2 separate regions of the Ovis aries genome follow, and region 1 is linked to region 2. A link is a contact called in public Hi-C data. All regions are on one chromosome and are shown on one strand. The core of a region is the stretch at or near the end of the contact, and the rest is flanking DNA. Distances in the headings are between cores, read along the strand shown. Region 1 overlaps POLR1A (RNA polymerase I subunit A). Region 2 has its middle 40 kb from the start of ST3GAL5.

What was found. A called contact is a pair of places that touch in the nucleus more often than the background predicts.
Region 1: a contact with region 2 is called in a Hi-C map of liver, with 5 times the contacts expected there. The contact joins two enhancer-like sites. A contact is called at or near these places in 14 of 16 Hi-C or Micro-C datasets (blood, hypothalamus, liver and 6 more).

Annotation. Positions count from the first base shown.
Region 1 is chr3:57,994,355-58,001,891 of ARS-UI_Ramb_v3.0, forward strand. It overlaps POLR1A (RNA polymerase I subunit A), which reads right to left. Exons shown (of 33, transcript XM_060412103.1): 8 at 6,925-7,030; 9 at 6,495-6,657; 10 at 4,553-4,723; 11 at 3,659-3,781; 12 at 812-1,042. Among named protein-coding and RNA genes, the nearest start is that of POLR1A, 24 kb to the right of the region's middle. Within about 2 kb of position 5,792, at least 8 of the 54 cell types and tissues checked have an H3K27ac peak or open chromatin away from gene starts, as enhancers often do. A contact at or near this core is called in liver, where this site is marked.
Region 2 is chr3:57,728,877-57,735,961 of ARS-UI_Ramb_v3.0, forward strand. No RefSeq gene overlaps it. Among named protein-coding and RNA genes, the nearest start is that of ST3GAL5, 40 kb to the right of the region's middle. Within about 2 kb of position 3,360, at least 3 of the 54 cell types and tissues checked have an H3K27ac peak or open chromatin away from gene starts, as enhancers often do. A contact at or near this core is called in liver, where this site is marked.

The DNA of each region.
Region 1 (7,537 bases), core at 4,542-7,041, 270 kb after region 2:
GCACTCCATCACTCCCTGACTTGGGCAGTCACCATAAATTAACCCCAAACCCGTTTCACTCCAATGATTTCTGCCACTTTTGCCTGGTTCAGGGTTGTTTGCTATACCCCTCCCAGCTGGAATGGTTGTTACCTGACACAGACACAAGTGATATCATCCACTCATCTTACGTCCTCAGCAGACATTGCCAATCGATCTTGTATTCTTTCCGTGGGAGCCCAGAGAAAGCCTGGAGATCCCTTAACACAGTGCTACAGGTGAGAACTAGCAATCTCCAGAAAGTGAAGCATCAGCTGAAACCATCAGTTTTCACAGACACAGAATGTTTCCTTCCTACGGTAGCTCTCAAACTTCAGCATGCAGAGTAACCCTCCATAGACCTTATTAACACACAGATTCCTGGGTCATTTCCCGAGAGTCTCATTCAGGGCGGGGAAGGGGTAAAAAGGGAGGCAAAGGTGCATTTCCCACTGGCTGCAGGAATGCTGCTGCCGAGGACCACCTGTGAGCAGCCCTGTTTAAGGGCAGCAGATCACAGTGGAGTTATAATGAAAGGGCATTTTTCCAGGCCTGGTGTGTAACCAGAATTGTGCTGCCTGCATGCGATGATCAAATGATTTCATTCATGGTGCTGAGGCCCTAGGGAACACCCACAGGTGGGGTCAGCCCCTTGAGAGGTGCGGGGGGTAGGGGTGGGGTCGGGGGAGCAGGAACAGTTCTCACAGCCCTCCTGCACTGGCACCACAGCTGAAATCACGGGGGAGCCCAAAAGGAGCAGCCTAACCCCTGACCAGATATGCCCATTACTCACAATTTTTGTCCCCTGGGGCTTAGGGGCCCCCGTAGCTGGTGTCAGGAGCTGTTTGGCCACGGCCTCCCGCTGCGTGAGGTCCGAGGCGCTCAGGGCTGTGCGGCTGCCATCCTCGTTGATGACCATGGAGGCTCCGGGGTGCACGTTGGGGCCGTTGATGACGGCCTGCCTCAATTCCTGAACGTTCCAGGGGGTGACTGGTTGAGGGTAGGTCAGCTTTGTGGCAAACACCTGGAAACAAGGAGGGGATATGAAAATTCAGGGTGGGCAGAGAAAGGTCAGAAGGACCCCAGTGTGACTCAACAGGCTGTGTGATTTTTCCCGTAAGATGCAGACATGCTCCCTGAGCCAAGGTCCTCCAGCCAAGCAAGCAACATCTCCCTGTCTTTTCCACAATCATTTTTCTAGACTTGCTTCCTCTAAGGAAGAGAGCAGGTCTCCTCTTCTAGCAGAGTAATCTGCCCCAAAAAAGTTATCTGAGGATAGTAATTTATGCAGCAAAATTTTTTTTAACCTATTTAAAAATTTTATCATTTCCTAGTCTGCCAATAAATTCGAGGTCCCAAATGATGGAATATAGCCTGGAACATGACCTTTAGACAATTGGTGAATACCTGCTCTCAAGTATCACCCTCCTCCACCTATAATTCCCTTCCCCTCACCCCCAGCAGTCATCACTAATTGATGGTGGCCTGAGCCCAGACATGGCATCTTAAATCTCTTTATCTGGCCTGAGATAAACCTGATTCGGTCCCCCGATTGATGAGAAAATGGCAGTGATCCATCTGACACGCCAGGCCTGCACCACACTCCAAGAAAAATGAGTGCCCTGGTTAAGTGAGTTCTGAGCTGCTGAATATTAAAACCCTTTGGTGCTTCAAATGGCATATACCTATGTTAGAGACTCTTGAGAAGTCCCATGGAAAGGAACTCGCTGAACACTGGCCAGCCTGTGTGAATGGCACCCCCACCCCAACCCCCGTCACCCTGCCCGGTGCTCCCCGCCCTCTGGCCCTCTCCCCCTCTGCCGACGCACTGACCACTGCCTGACAGAGTATTTATGTATAGACTGTGCCCAACTTAGGATTTTTCGGACTCTGTAACGGTGTGAAAGTAACACGTATTTGGTAGAAATCATACTCCCCATTTTGAATTCTGGTCTTTCTCTGGGCTTGTGAAACGTGGTGTGATATTCTTGTGAGGGTGCGCAGGGGCAGTAAGCCTCAGCTGCTGGCTGTCGGCCCTGGGATCATAAATATCCCATACACTTAGAGCCATCCTGTTGTTCATTTTCAGGACAGTGTTCAATAACTTCTATGAGACATTCAACACTATTACAAAATCAGCTTTGCACTGGATGATTTTGCCCAACGGTAGGCTAACATAAGTGTTCTGAGCAGGTTTAAGGTGGGTTAGACTAAGCTATGCTGTTCAGTAGGTTAGGTCCATTAAATGCACTTTTGACATATGGCATTTTTAACTTACCACCACATCATCATAAGTCGAGGAATATCCTTACTTGTCTTATCTGTTGATGTGTCTCCACCACTGGAATATAAGCTTCACAAGGACACACTAGTCTTGTCTGGTTCATGACTGGGTCTCTAGCTTATCCCCCAACCTTCACCTCCCCTGCTTCTATAACACCTGTCCACAGTGCTCAATGGGAAGGGTGTGCACAAGAGATCAAGAGGCAGTTTCACACGCTCTGCTCCTGAAAACCATCCTGTGAGCAACAGGCCACCATGGCCCTAGGCTTAGGGCAGGCCTGGAGGTGGGCAGAGGGGGAACTTAGTCCCTCCAGTACCAAATGAACCAAGATCCAAGAAAGAGAAGACCGCTGAAGGTGGAAAGAGGAGCAACACTAAAGGTCTCTCCTGAAGCTGGGGACCCTGGAGGCACCATGAGCCTAAAGCCAACAGAGGTCCCTGTCCTCCTCTGTCCAAAGAAAGCAATGAACAGGTCACAGGCCCCTCCTCCCAGGGCCTCGGACTCAGGAATGTCACCACTGGGCTTCCCCGTGCTTTTCCCTGCCACCTGACCCAGCTTCCGGATGCAGAGACCCCTGGTACCCAGGAATGGGTGTTCTCTGACTCTTGTCCCCTCACACAAGAGCCCTTGCCTAGGAAGCCCACGTGTGCCTGGGGGACAAGGAGGCAGCACGCAGGAGACCATCAGAACACTCGAGCTCTGCTCTCTGCTCCTTGCCAGTCCTCCCCTGAGAGTGGCAGGGCGGTGTGTGAGGAAATGAGCTGCTCCGCAGGGAGAATTAAACCATCTTCTATTACTGACCTCCAGGCCCATTAAGGAGGAAGATGATGAAGGAGCTGTTGCTAATGAGTACCGCAGCCTCAAGTGGTGGGGAAGTGAGAAAAGAAAACTGGCTCCCTAAGGAAACACTAATGGGTGGACAGGGCAAACTGCCTACCCCTGACGATCTGGGAGTGACGCCTGCTCCCTGGGGCTCTCTTCCTTCCTCCGCGGCTGACTCCTGATGCCAGGCAAGTACACGGGACAGAAAGCCCCGCTCCCTCCTCATCTCTGTCATGTATTCCATCTGTCTAGAAAGCTTTAATGACTAGACCAAGATGGGCAGGAAGAGGAGAGGCGGGTGGGATATGCACCCTATAGGCTGCGCCCTGGTAGCCCAGGAGCAGGGGTCTTCCTTGTGGGTGGAGCGTGTCTGGAGACCTGGCGGGGAGTGAGGGCAACGCCATGGCCTCAGGGTCCCCTTCTAAAGACTCAATATGGGGAGAGGCAGATGCTGTCTTCACCCAAGCCACCATGATCCCAAGCCTTCTCCCCAGCCTTTCTCGCCACTCCCATCTGCCACCTAACAGCACACACCATGGGAATTCCAATTTCGTTGGTGTTGATGTACATGTCCGGGCAGATGACCGAGCGGGCTGCGTAGTCTACGCGCTTCCCCATCATGTGCTTTCGGAACAAACCATCCTTCTTCTCCAGGATCTTTATGGGGGAAAAGTCCACAGCAATCATTAAAAAAATTTAAAAATCAAGACTTAAAATTATTAAGTTGTTAGAAAATATATGTTGCTGTTTTTTCGTTGCTAAGTCATGTCCAACTCTTTTGTGACCCAATGGACTGTAGCCCACCAGCCTCCTCTGTCCATGGGATTCTCCAGCCAAGAATTCTGGAGTGGGTTGCCATTTTCTCCTCCAGGAGATCTTTCCAACCCAAGGGTTGAACCCACATCTCCTGCACTGGCATGTGGGTTCTTTACCACTGAGCCACCAGGGAAGCTCTAGAACATATATATGCCATATTTAATTGTGGGCACAACTTAGCAATTGAGCATGAGTATGAAAGATGATACTTCTATTATTCACAAGCTTGTATAATGGTAACGGGTTGGCGAGAAAGGATGGATAAACCCAAACTTTTTGGCCAACCCAATACTATGCACATATTTATTATGTTTGGGTTTTTTGGTCTGCAATTTTAGTTTCATTCACTTCTTCAGTTAGGGCCATCTTTTATTAATATCTTCTTTTATTCCTCTTTCAGTTATTTTATACAGCTGAAATAAATCTTTCATATTTTACACTAAAAAATAATAAAATAAAAAGTAAACCAAAACTATAGTAGTGCCAATTGGTTAAAATAAAACAATCACTGTCAAGGAAAAAAAAAACAAGTATGGTTACTATTTTCTTCCTTAAGACAAACATGTTTATTATTTAACCCCTTCGGCTAGCAATGGGGATCCAACTGCTCACCTGTCTAATACCGGGGTACTTTTCCATCATTAATTTGTCCATCTCGCTATCAAACACAATATTAACGTGGCTCTGAAGGCGAATCCAAATGTTGTAAAGTCTGTCTGTGAGGGACTGGCCTGGAAGCTGACTCAGAAAGGATCGGTCCATAGTCATCGAAGAATCTTTTTCCTGCCAAGACACAACCAAGGAAAACGGGCGTGATGGAAAGCCCTCAAGAAGGCCAGGCCTGGTTCCGCTTTTCTTTCACTTGAGCTTTGACAAATGATGAACTCTGAAGTTGGCCTTTAAGTCTTTTGAACTTGACAGATTTGTGGCCCAAGTGCTCATAAATCAATCTTGTCTGTGTGCATCGACAACATATGAGGCGGTAAGCTGCCCTAGAGCACCACCAACTGACCGACTGTCTGGCCACCTGGACTGGGCCCCTTGGGCTGGGTATGTACGACACAGGAGAGAGACAAATGGTCCCTCGACCCAATGAGAGAAGAAACCTGTCAGCACTGATGAAGGGGGATCCAGTAAGTGAGCATGTCATGCAACCCTCTGGTGATAAAGTGGGCCTGTCCTCAATCCTGAGGAACAGAAGACTTCTCAGTTATAGAGAAGACAGGTGTGGTTTCTATTTTGGCTGAAGGAGCCTCCCAGGGACCCCTGTATGATGACAGCACCCCTGTCAGACTAACTCACTTCTGAAGGTATCAGCTGACTCAGGGCCACAAACCTACTTGTGAAATGGGTGAGACCAGTCTCACTGGTGTATCCTCAGTGCCTGGAATGGTGTACGCCTAGTCACACCCAGGCATTCATGATTCATGAGAGGGCCACTGTGCAAGTATGGGAAGAAAGAACCCTTGCTATTGATCAGATGGAAAAGAGGGCACTGTGACTTCAGGCAGCAATGACCTTAGGAATCTGAGAGGATGCTGCTCATTTCTGCCGAGATTTAGCTTTTTTCTTGGACAAAGGCTACCCTACTTTCAAGAGACATCAACATAAAATCCTTAGCTCTGGTCACTGGACGTGGCAATCCTATGGCCATCTCTCTGAAACTAGACCAGAACCTGCAGACGGCAGATATCTCTAATATTGAGCACTTTTTTAAAAAGCACATTTACACAGGCAGATCAGAAAACTTAAGCAAAACCAAAGAAATCCAAGCAGAAAGGCTGAGTAACCCACACACGGGTGTCCCTGACAGACTGTGGCGCCACCTGGTGATGGGCCGGTCCTACTCAGGGAAGGGAGCCTGGGAGCCTGTCTGGTCTACTTAAGGCTGAGACAGTCCTTCCTATTTGCATTTAGAAAGCGTCTTAAAGCTGGGAAGGATGTCAGCAATCTCAACAAACTTCCTGAGTGCCTGACTCATCTTTATACGCACTGTAGACCTAGCATACTAAAAGGGATTCAGGAAACGTCTGCTGAAACAGGAAAATGGAATTCAGCTCCACCATTTATTGGGGAGAAAACTGAGCCCCAAATCTGACACTCCCATTCCAGGAAACTCCTCCAAATGCCAACACTGACTTCCTGACCCTGATGCTAGAGATCTTCATGAGCCAAAATCAGACCTAGGTGGCACGGGTCTCTGGTACCAGAGCCCAGTAGGGCCAGGCTCAGAGCCTGAGGACCACAGACTGTTCTTTCTAGAACTGCCAGTGAGAGCAGGTAGCCCAGACCACAATCACGGGTAAAACCTCCCCACAGATCACTCATTTTATTGTGGAGATGGGAACAAGAAACCAAAGCAACTCAATCAAGGTCACTGGGCACAGTCATTGGGGTCATGCTCAGACCCACACTTTCCCCCAGACATTGCCCAGTCCTGCCAAACCCATGGCGCACACACAACCATACAGAATTGCCAACCAGTATCTCCCAGGACCCACAGCATTCAGCACCCACAGCGTAGGAAGCTAGAACTATGATATCAGCTCTTGACCTCTTCTGTGGTGGGTGCTGCCACCTCACTTGGCAGCTCCTGTTCTTGGGCCATCAGTGCCAGAAGTTTTCGGATCAGAACCACGTCCTTCATGACAGCCTGCAAGTTCACCGTCTGCCCGTTGGTGAACATCTGGTCCCCAAGGCGGTTGACAGGGCGATACCTGCAGGAGGACATGTGGAATCAGTGAACACTTCCCTCAGCCTCTTATCCATCCCTACTCACATGCCCCCAGCTCCAAAGGAAACCCACATTCCTCCTGCACTCAGGAAAAATGAAGAGGAAAATAGTCCCACCACCTGCCAGCTGGGAGTGGAACTGCTGCTCTATTTTTCAGCACCTTTGACCCTTCCTTTCTCTCCCAGAGGTCATTATTCAATTATTCCATAAACCTTTTTCAGGTGAAATAAAGCCAATGAAAGGGTATTACCTTGAGGGTGGTACCACCAAGAAATCCAGAAAGAACATACTGGGGTTGAACCTGGACTCCATGCCAACATCTTCCAGTCCCAAAAAAAGGTAATTCAGAAAGAACCCTGTGTTTGAAATAAATCAAAAAGATCATTTAAACCTATACATTAAGAGCATGGAAGGATGACCACAAAAATTTTTACAAAAAGCCCAGAATATAGGACAATACGGAGAATAAGATCACGTGTCTCCATAAAAACTAATGAAGGAATTGCCTGGCGGTCCAGTGGTTAAGACTCTGCACTTCCACTGCAAGGGGTGCACGGTCCATCCCTGGTCAGGGAACCAAAATCCCACATGCCACGTGGTGCAGTGAAAAAAAATAACAATAATGAAAATAAATAAGCAAATAAAATACATTAAAAAAAAATAAGGTGAGTTACACTGCACCTTCAAGACACATGTCAAACTGTATTAAGCAATGCCCACCACAGCTATCATTTAATGATCAGGCTCAGTTACAGTAATCATCAAGTTCATGGTTCAAGGAATAAAGACATTTCCCACACTGTAAATCATCAATGATAATGTACCCTGAAGCCTGCCCCAAATCTATGGCTCAGTTTCAGGAG
Region 2 (7,085 bases), core at 2,110-4,609:
TCTTTATGGTCCAATTCTCACATCCATACATGACAACTGGAAAAACCATAGCTTTGACTAGACAGACCTTTGCCATCAATGTTTCTGCTTTTTAATATGCTGTCTAGGTTGGTCATAGCTTTTCTTCTAAGGAGCATGTGTCTTTTAATTTCATGACTACAGTCACCATCTGCAGTGATTTTGGAGCCCAAGAAAATAAAGTCTGTCACTGTTTCCGTTGTTTCCCCATCTATTTGCCATGAAATGATGGGACCAGATTCCATGATTTTAGTTTTTTGAGTGTTGAGTTTTAAGCCAGATTTTTCACTCTCCTCTTTCACTCTCATCAAGAGACTCTTCAGTTTCTCTTCGCATTCTGCCATTGGGGTGGTGTCATCTGCATATCTGAAGTTATTGATATTTCTCCCAGCAATCTTGATTCCAGCTTATGCTTCATCCAGACTGACATTTCGCATGATGTATTCTGCATAGAAGTTAAATAAGCAGGGTGACAATATGCAGCCTTGACATACTCCTTTTCCAATTTGGAACCAGTCCATTGTTCCATGTCCGGTTTTAATTGTTGGTTCTTGACCTGCACACAGGTTTCTCAGGAGGCAGGTAAAGTGGTCTGGTATTCCCATCTATTTAAGAATTTTCCACAGTGTGTTGTGATCCACACAGTCTAAAGTCTTTAGCATAATCAATGAAGCAGAGCTAGATGTTTTTCTGAAGTTCTCTTGCTTTTTCTATGATCCAATGGATGTTGGCAATTTGATCTCTGGCTCCTCTGCCTTTTCTAAATCCAGCCTGAACATCTTTAAAAGATGAGAAACCCAGAAAAGGATGTAGTTTGTCCCAAAGCATACAGGGGTGTCATGCATGTCATGTACAAGGGGTACAGCAGGGCCGAGCTACTCACCAGGCCCAGCTCTCCAGCACCACCTACTTTTCAGTCTTATCAGCAGTGAAATCACCTTTCTTGGTTTTTCTCATCCTTTCTGTTTCGGAGTTCCCCACCCAACCCACCTCCATTATCCTTCCACCTGCAGCCAGCCTCTAAGATAATGTTTCAGTATAAACTGAAGGAGGTTAGACACATCACGAATACCCTCTGGTGGTTCCATCTTACCCTGATATTCATCTTACCCTGGCCTACAGGGCTTCCTGCCTCTGCAAGCTTGACCCTGAGTCTATCTATGCTTGCCTTTTGGGTTTGCCCTGATAAAGCTGGTCGTGCAGTGCCACCTCCATCAGCCCGTTTGCTCTGTTTCCCGGCTCTTCCCCTCTCCCCCACCGAGCCTTTGGTCTCAGGCTGACTCCCTGGGCATCCCCTACATTCTCCACAATGCCCTCTCCTCTGCTCTATGCCTGTGTCGTCATGCTCAGGTCTTTAACATTTCCTTCCCCTCTAACAGCGGGGTGGGAGGCCAGGGTCCATTCTGTCCGCAGCCTGCCCATCAGGGTCCAGTCATGGTTCTAGGAAGGCTGTTGCACTAACAGTGACTGTGCTGGCAAAGCAGAGATAACTGGCACCAGGTGTCACAGGACAGGATCGTCAGGGGCTAGCCAAGTACTAAGTACTAAGTACTGAGTACTAAGATACAGCCAAGAGCATCTGTTTGGAACGGATGAGCAGAGCATCAGCTGTTTTCAGCATTTGACCAAATGGTGTTCAGTACAGAACAGTCTGCCAGAATGGTTAGCCAGAGCCACAAAATCAAGTCGGCAGCAGGACCCCTCACTGTTGGTCTCACTTTTGTATTCTAGGAGCTGATATATTTCAGTGTGTGTGTAAAAAAAAAAAAACACAACACTGAAACTTTGTTTCAATTCCAAGTTTTGGAGAATTTGGGGCTGCACCTGGAGCAGGTAGGCGTCAACATGGCCTTTGTTCTGACTTGGCCAGACCCTCTCCCAGAGATGGAGACAGCAGACCCTGGACCCAGATGATGACAATAATGTGAAAGCATGCCACTGCTTGTGGACATACCGACTTTGGTCTGTTGGCCCATAGGATCAATGCTTCAAAATATTCCCCTCTCCTTCTCTCATACAGCAAGGCTGGGAACTTTCCTGGTGGTCCAGTGGTTAAGAATCTGGCTTCCAATGCAGGAGACGCAGGTTTGATCCCTGGTCAGGGAACTAAGATCCCACATGCCTCCGCACAATTAAGCCAGAATGCCACAACTAGTGAAATCCCACACACTGCAGCCAAGACCCAGTGCAGCATCACCCCTCCCTCTGCCACCAAAAAAAAAATAAAAGTATCAATGGGTGTTAACAGAGGTTTTAGATTTCCTCAGTGCATAAGCCAGACAGATGCAGGGTTACTGCAACACAAGTTTGTTATGCAAAGGTCATACACAGAGACTTCAAAAAGGCTAAGGAAACAAAAAATGATCTAAATTGGCTTTCCTTCTATTTCATATCTTAAGGCTAAATGATATTTAACATTGTTTTTTATTTTTCCAGAAGTATCTAAAATTGGACAACAGAGATCAGATAGTCCTTGTTTCTACAGGAAGTTTTGACATTTGACAAACAGAAACAAGTCTCTGGTTTTTAAATCTGGCTCCCTGCTCCAGGCCAGAAACTCCTCAGTTGTCAGCTCAATTCTGCCAACTTCCTGAAGAGAAAGGATTCTTTCTAGTTGGAGAGACGCTAAATCAATGTTCAGTATAGGATGTGAACAGGGGGTGGGGTGGGCAGAAGAAAGGGAAGACAGGAAGAAAATCAGGACTAGCTCTTTATAGAGAGAGGTTTGGGAAAAATTCTGGAAAGACTTTGAAGCAGCTGCAGGCTGAGGTGCAAGGGTCAGGAGAACCCTTTCTGAAAGTTACTCCGAATGTCTTGGCATCAATACTTTGTGTGTGTGTATGCTTAGTCACTCAGTTGTATCCAACTCTTTGCAAGCCCATGGACTCTGGCCCGCCAGGCTCCTCTGTCCATGGAATTTTCCAGGTAAGCTACTGGAGCCAGTTGCCATTTCCTATTCCAGGGGATCTTCCCAACCCAGGGATTGAACCCAAATCTCTTGCATCTTCTACACTGGCAGGCAGACTCTTAATCACTGCACCACCTGGGAAGCCCATAAATACTTTTTAAAAAACAAAAAATAGGGCACTAGGAATAAGTATATAAAACAATGAGTATGGTGATTATACTGTTTAAAGTCAAAATCAGGATATTTGACCTGCTAATTGGACAGTGTAATTGGAACTGAGACTGACCACCCCTTCCAGATGTGGGGCTCCAGGCCGGCATGCATCCATGAACTGGAAATGCTTGGCTGTAGAGCAAAAGGTCGACCAGATGGTTTCCTGTTCCTGATTAGGCTTCCAGATCATGCATGGTGGTGGTGTTGAGAGAGCAGGAGAGGTTAGTAAGAGGACAGAGTCTGTCCTTCTGACTTCTCCTCAGCTCACCCCTCAGGACCACAGTGCACACTGTGTCCCTAAATTTAGGTCAAATTTGCTAAGAAAAGTGACATAAATGAGCCATAGGCAAGACAGGGAGGAAAAGACCACTGCTGGGACATTCCTCTCAATCTTTTGTTTTGGGACAAGACTTTTGGTTTACACTGGAATCTACAGTTTTGCTTGTTTGGAGTATGTGTATGCGTGTATGATCTGAATCTCACTCACTCTTTATACTGGAAGAGGAAGCAGCTTCAGGACAAGACCTGAGTCAGAAGGCAGTTTTTTTTTTTTTTGGCCGCCCCTCATGACTTGTGGGATTTTAGTTCCCTGATCAGGGATTGAGCCTGGGCCCCAGCAGTAAAAGCGCTGAGCCCTAACCACTGGACAAACAGGGAATTCCTGTGTCCACCGTTATTTTAAAGACTGCCCAGTTCAAAATGCGTCGTGTCTTTTGCAATTTTCTTTTTTGTATGTATTTATTCATTTCTCTGCCTCCAGTCTTACCTGGGACATGCCGGATCATCCTTATGTCATGAAGGACCTTTCACGGCAGTGCAGGGACTCTCTAGCTGTGGTGTGCGGACTCAGTAATTGCTGCTTGCTGGTTTAGTTGCCCCGTGGCATGTGGGATCTTAGTTCCCCAACCAGGAATCAAACCCAAGTCCCCTGCCTTCCAAGGCAGATTCTTAACCACCGGACCACTGGAAGTCCTTATCGTCTTTTAAAAATTATCTTTATCGAGTAAACCATGTATAGTTTTTTTTTTTTTAAAGAGAAATGTGTAGGTAAAATAGAGATGTATTATCTTGGTTTCCAATTTCCATACAATAAACTCACTAAGACTTCCTTGACTGCAAACCTTTGATTCAGGAATTCCTGTTAAGAGTCAGAAACCCCAACCCACATTGCAATACATACCTCTCGGCGGGTCTTTGAAAAGATAAGGTACACAGATTAAACTTCTATTTTAGAAACTTCTGCAATAAATTGGTTTTCAAAAACATATGGACATGATACAGCCATTAAACAGACTTAATAAGCTTTCACACATTCTTCAAAATATCATTTAAATTGTTAGGATAATTATGTAAAGAAAAAGTGATATTATAGAACTCATGTCCAGCTGTTTGATGTTCAAAAATCAACATATGAGGACTTCCCTGGTGGTCCAGTAGAAAAGAATCTGCTTACCAATGCAGGGGATACGGGTTCAATTCCTGATCTGGGAAGATTCCACATGCCACAGGACAGCTGACCTTGGCTCCACAACTACTGAGCCCGTGCTCCAAAACAAGAGCAGCCACCACAGTGAGAAGTCTGAGCATCACAACAAAGAGCAGCCCTTGCTCACCGCAGCTAGAGAAAGTTTGAGAACAGCAACAAAGACCCAGCATAGCCAAAAATAGATATTTTGAAAAAATCAATAGGCAAGACAGAGATAACTGTTGGTAGAAAGGAAAGTTACTTTTAGTTAGAGTGCCAGCTGTCTGGGGAGAGGCTGGACTCAATGCCACGCTCCAAACCATCTCCAAAGGTTATGCTCAGCCCTGAAAGTTTTTAAAGGGAAAAAGGGAAAGTAATCTCAGTTAATCACTGAGAAAGGGGGTCAGAGTCCTCGCCATCCCCCACGGTGTGTAGCCTTGTCGACTTCTGATTTTTCTTTAGGTGCTCTCTTGTTCGCACAGTCTGTTCTCAAGATTTCTGCTTCTTTGATCAACAGAAAGAACCAACACGTTAGGCAAGGTATCGTGTGATCAAAAGATCTGAAAGATGTGTGAGGGCTTGAGGTGAGAAGAGCATGGGTGGAGCCTGGTTTAAAGTTAGTGCCAAGGAATCTCCTGCAGAGAACTCTTTCCTGCCCAAAGCGCTTACTGTGACTGCATTTATTGCATTAATCACCTGTATTTCCCTTCTTCTTAGCATAAAAGACTTCCTTAACCCAGCTTATAGACCCAAGAGTTCACCGTTAACAATCTTAAACCATCTGCTGACTGTCTTCAAATTCCATCAAAGATATCAAATAAAATCAAACATATTTGGATTTCTCTGTGGCCACCTGACAGAGCAGGGGACATCAGTTCAATTCCTGGTCTGGGAAGATTCCACGTGCCTCAGAACAACTAAGCCCGTGCCCAGCAACTACTGAGCCTGTGCTCTAGAGCCCTCGTGTTGCAACTGCTGAAGCCCATGTGCCTAGAACTCCACAAGAGAAGCCACCGCAGTGAAAAGCCTCAGCATCACAACAAGGAGTAGCCCTCACTAGCTGTAGCTAGAGAAAGCCCGTGTGCAGCCATGAAGATCCAGTGCAGCCATAAGAAAGAAAGAAAAATCTTAAAACATCAAACATGTTTATTTAATGCCTACAGTAGGCAAGTTCTTCTTGTGGGTGCTATGGTTTAGTCGCTAAGTCATGTTCGACTCTTGCAACCCCATGGACTATAACTTGCCAGGCTCTTCTGCCCATGGGATTCTCCAGGCAAGAATACTGGAGTGGGTTGCCATTTCCTTCTCCAGGGAATCTTCCCAACCCAGGAATCGAACCCGGGTCTCTTGTATTGCAGGCAGATTCTTTACTGACTGAGCTATGAGGGAAGCCCATTGAGCTAAGTGGGTGCTATAGATGGAATAAAATATAAAATTCTGTCACTAAAGAGTTTATAACTTAGTTCCAGATGTACTCTCAAATTCTCATTGCTTTAGGACTGATAGTCAATTTCTTCCCACCCCAAATGAGTCATCCTGAGAGGATATCTGGATATGTTATAGGTAACAAAATGAAACTACTTTTGAGTTTGACTTTAGTCATTAATTGGTCTTATCTGAACATTCTATCTCTGCTAATTTGTTACCATCTGGTAGTTTAGAGAGGTATTTCATATCAAGGACCTAACCAACATTTTGCAGGCTTCCCAGATGGCTCAGTGGTAGAAAGAATCTGCCTTCAAATGCAGGAGACTTGGGTTCCATCCCTGGGTTGGGAAGATCCCCTGGGGAATGAAATGACAACCCACTCCAGTATTCTTGCCTGAGAAATTCCATGGACAGAGGAACCTGGCAGGCTACAGTCCATGGGGTTGCAAAAAGAGTCAGACAGGACTTAGCAGACTAAACAACAAACCAATATTTTAAATGAACTCATTGTCTTTACTGTTTGTTTTGGCCATGCCTCAAGGCTTGCAGGATCTTAGTTTCCAACCAAGGGTTGAACTACCACCCTTGGCAGTGAAAGTTCCGAGTCCTAATCACTGGACTGCCAGGGAATTCCCTCTTTGTCTTTAAAACCAATTTTCTTGAAACTGAATTTATTCGGTAAATATATACATTTATAAATTATATAATATATATGTGTGTGTGTGTTGGTTGTAGGTAAATACAAATAAATTCCCTGTTCTGTGAACACAAAAACAGGCTAGAATGGCCTTGGGATGTAGGAAAGAAGAGAAACAGACTGAGAAGTTTGGGTCAGGGTGTCTGGCCTCCAGGGAAGGGCAAGGAGTGCATTGTGTCCTCAGTCCCTTCCCCTGGTGGTCTGTGCTTTAGTTCAAGAGCTGAGCATGTGGTCCGTCTTGAGGGTCAGCACCTGGGAAGCAGGTGTTGGTCCCACAGGCAGCTATCCAGGGACCTTCATTTGTTGTTGTTTGGTCCCTAAGTTGTGTCTGACTCTGCGATCCCATATACTGCAGC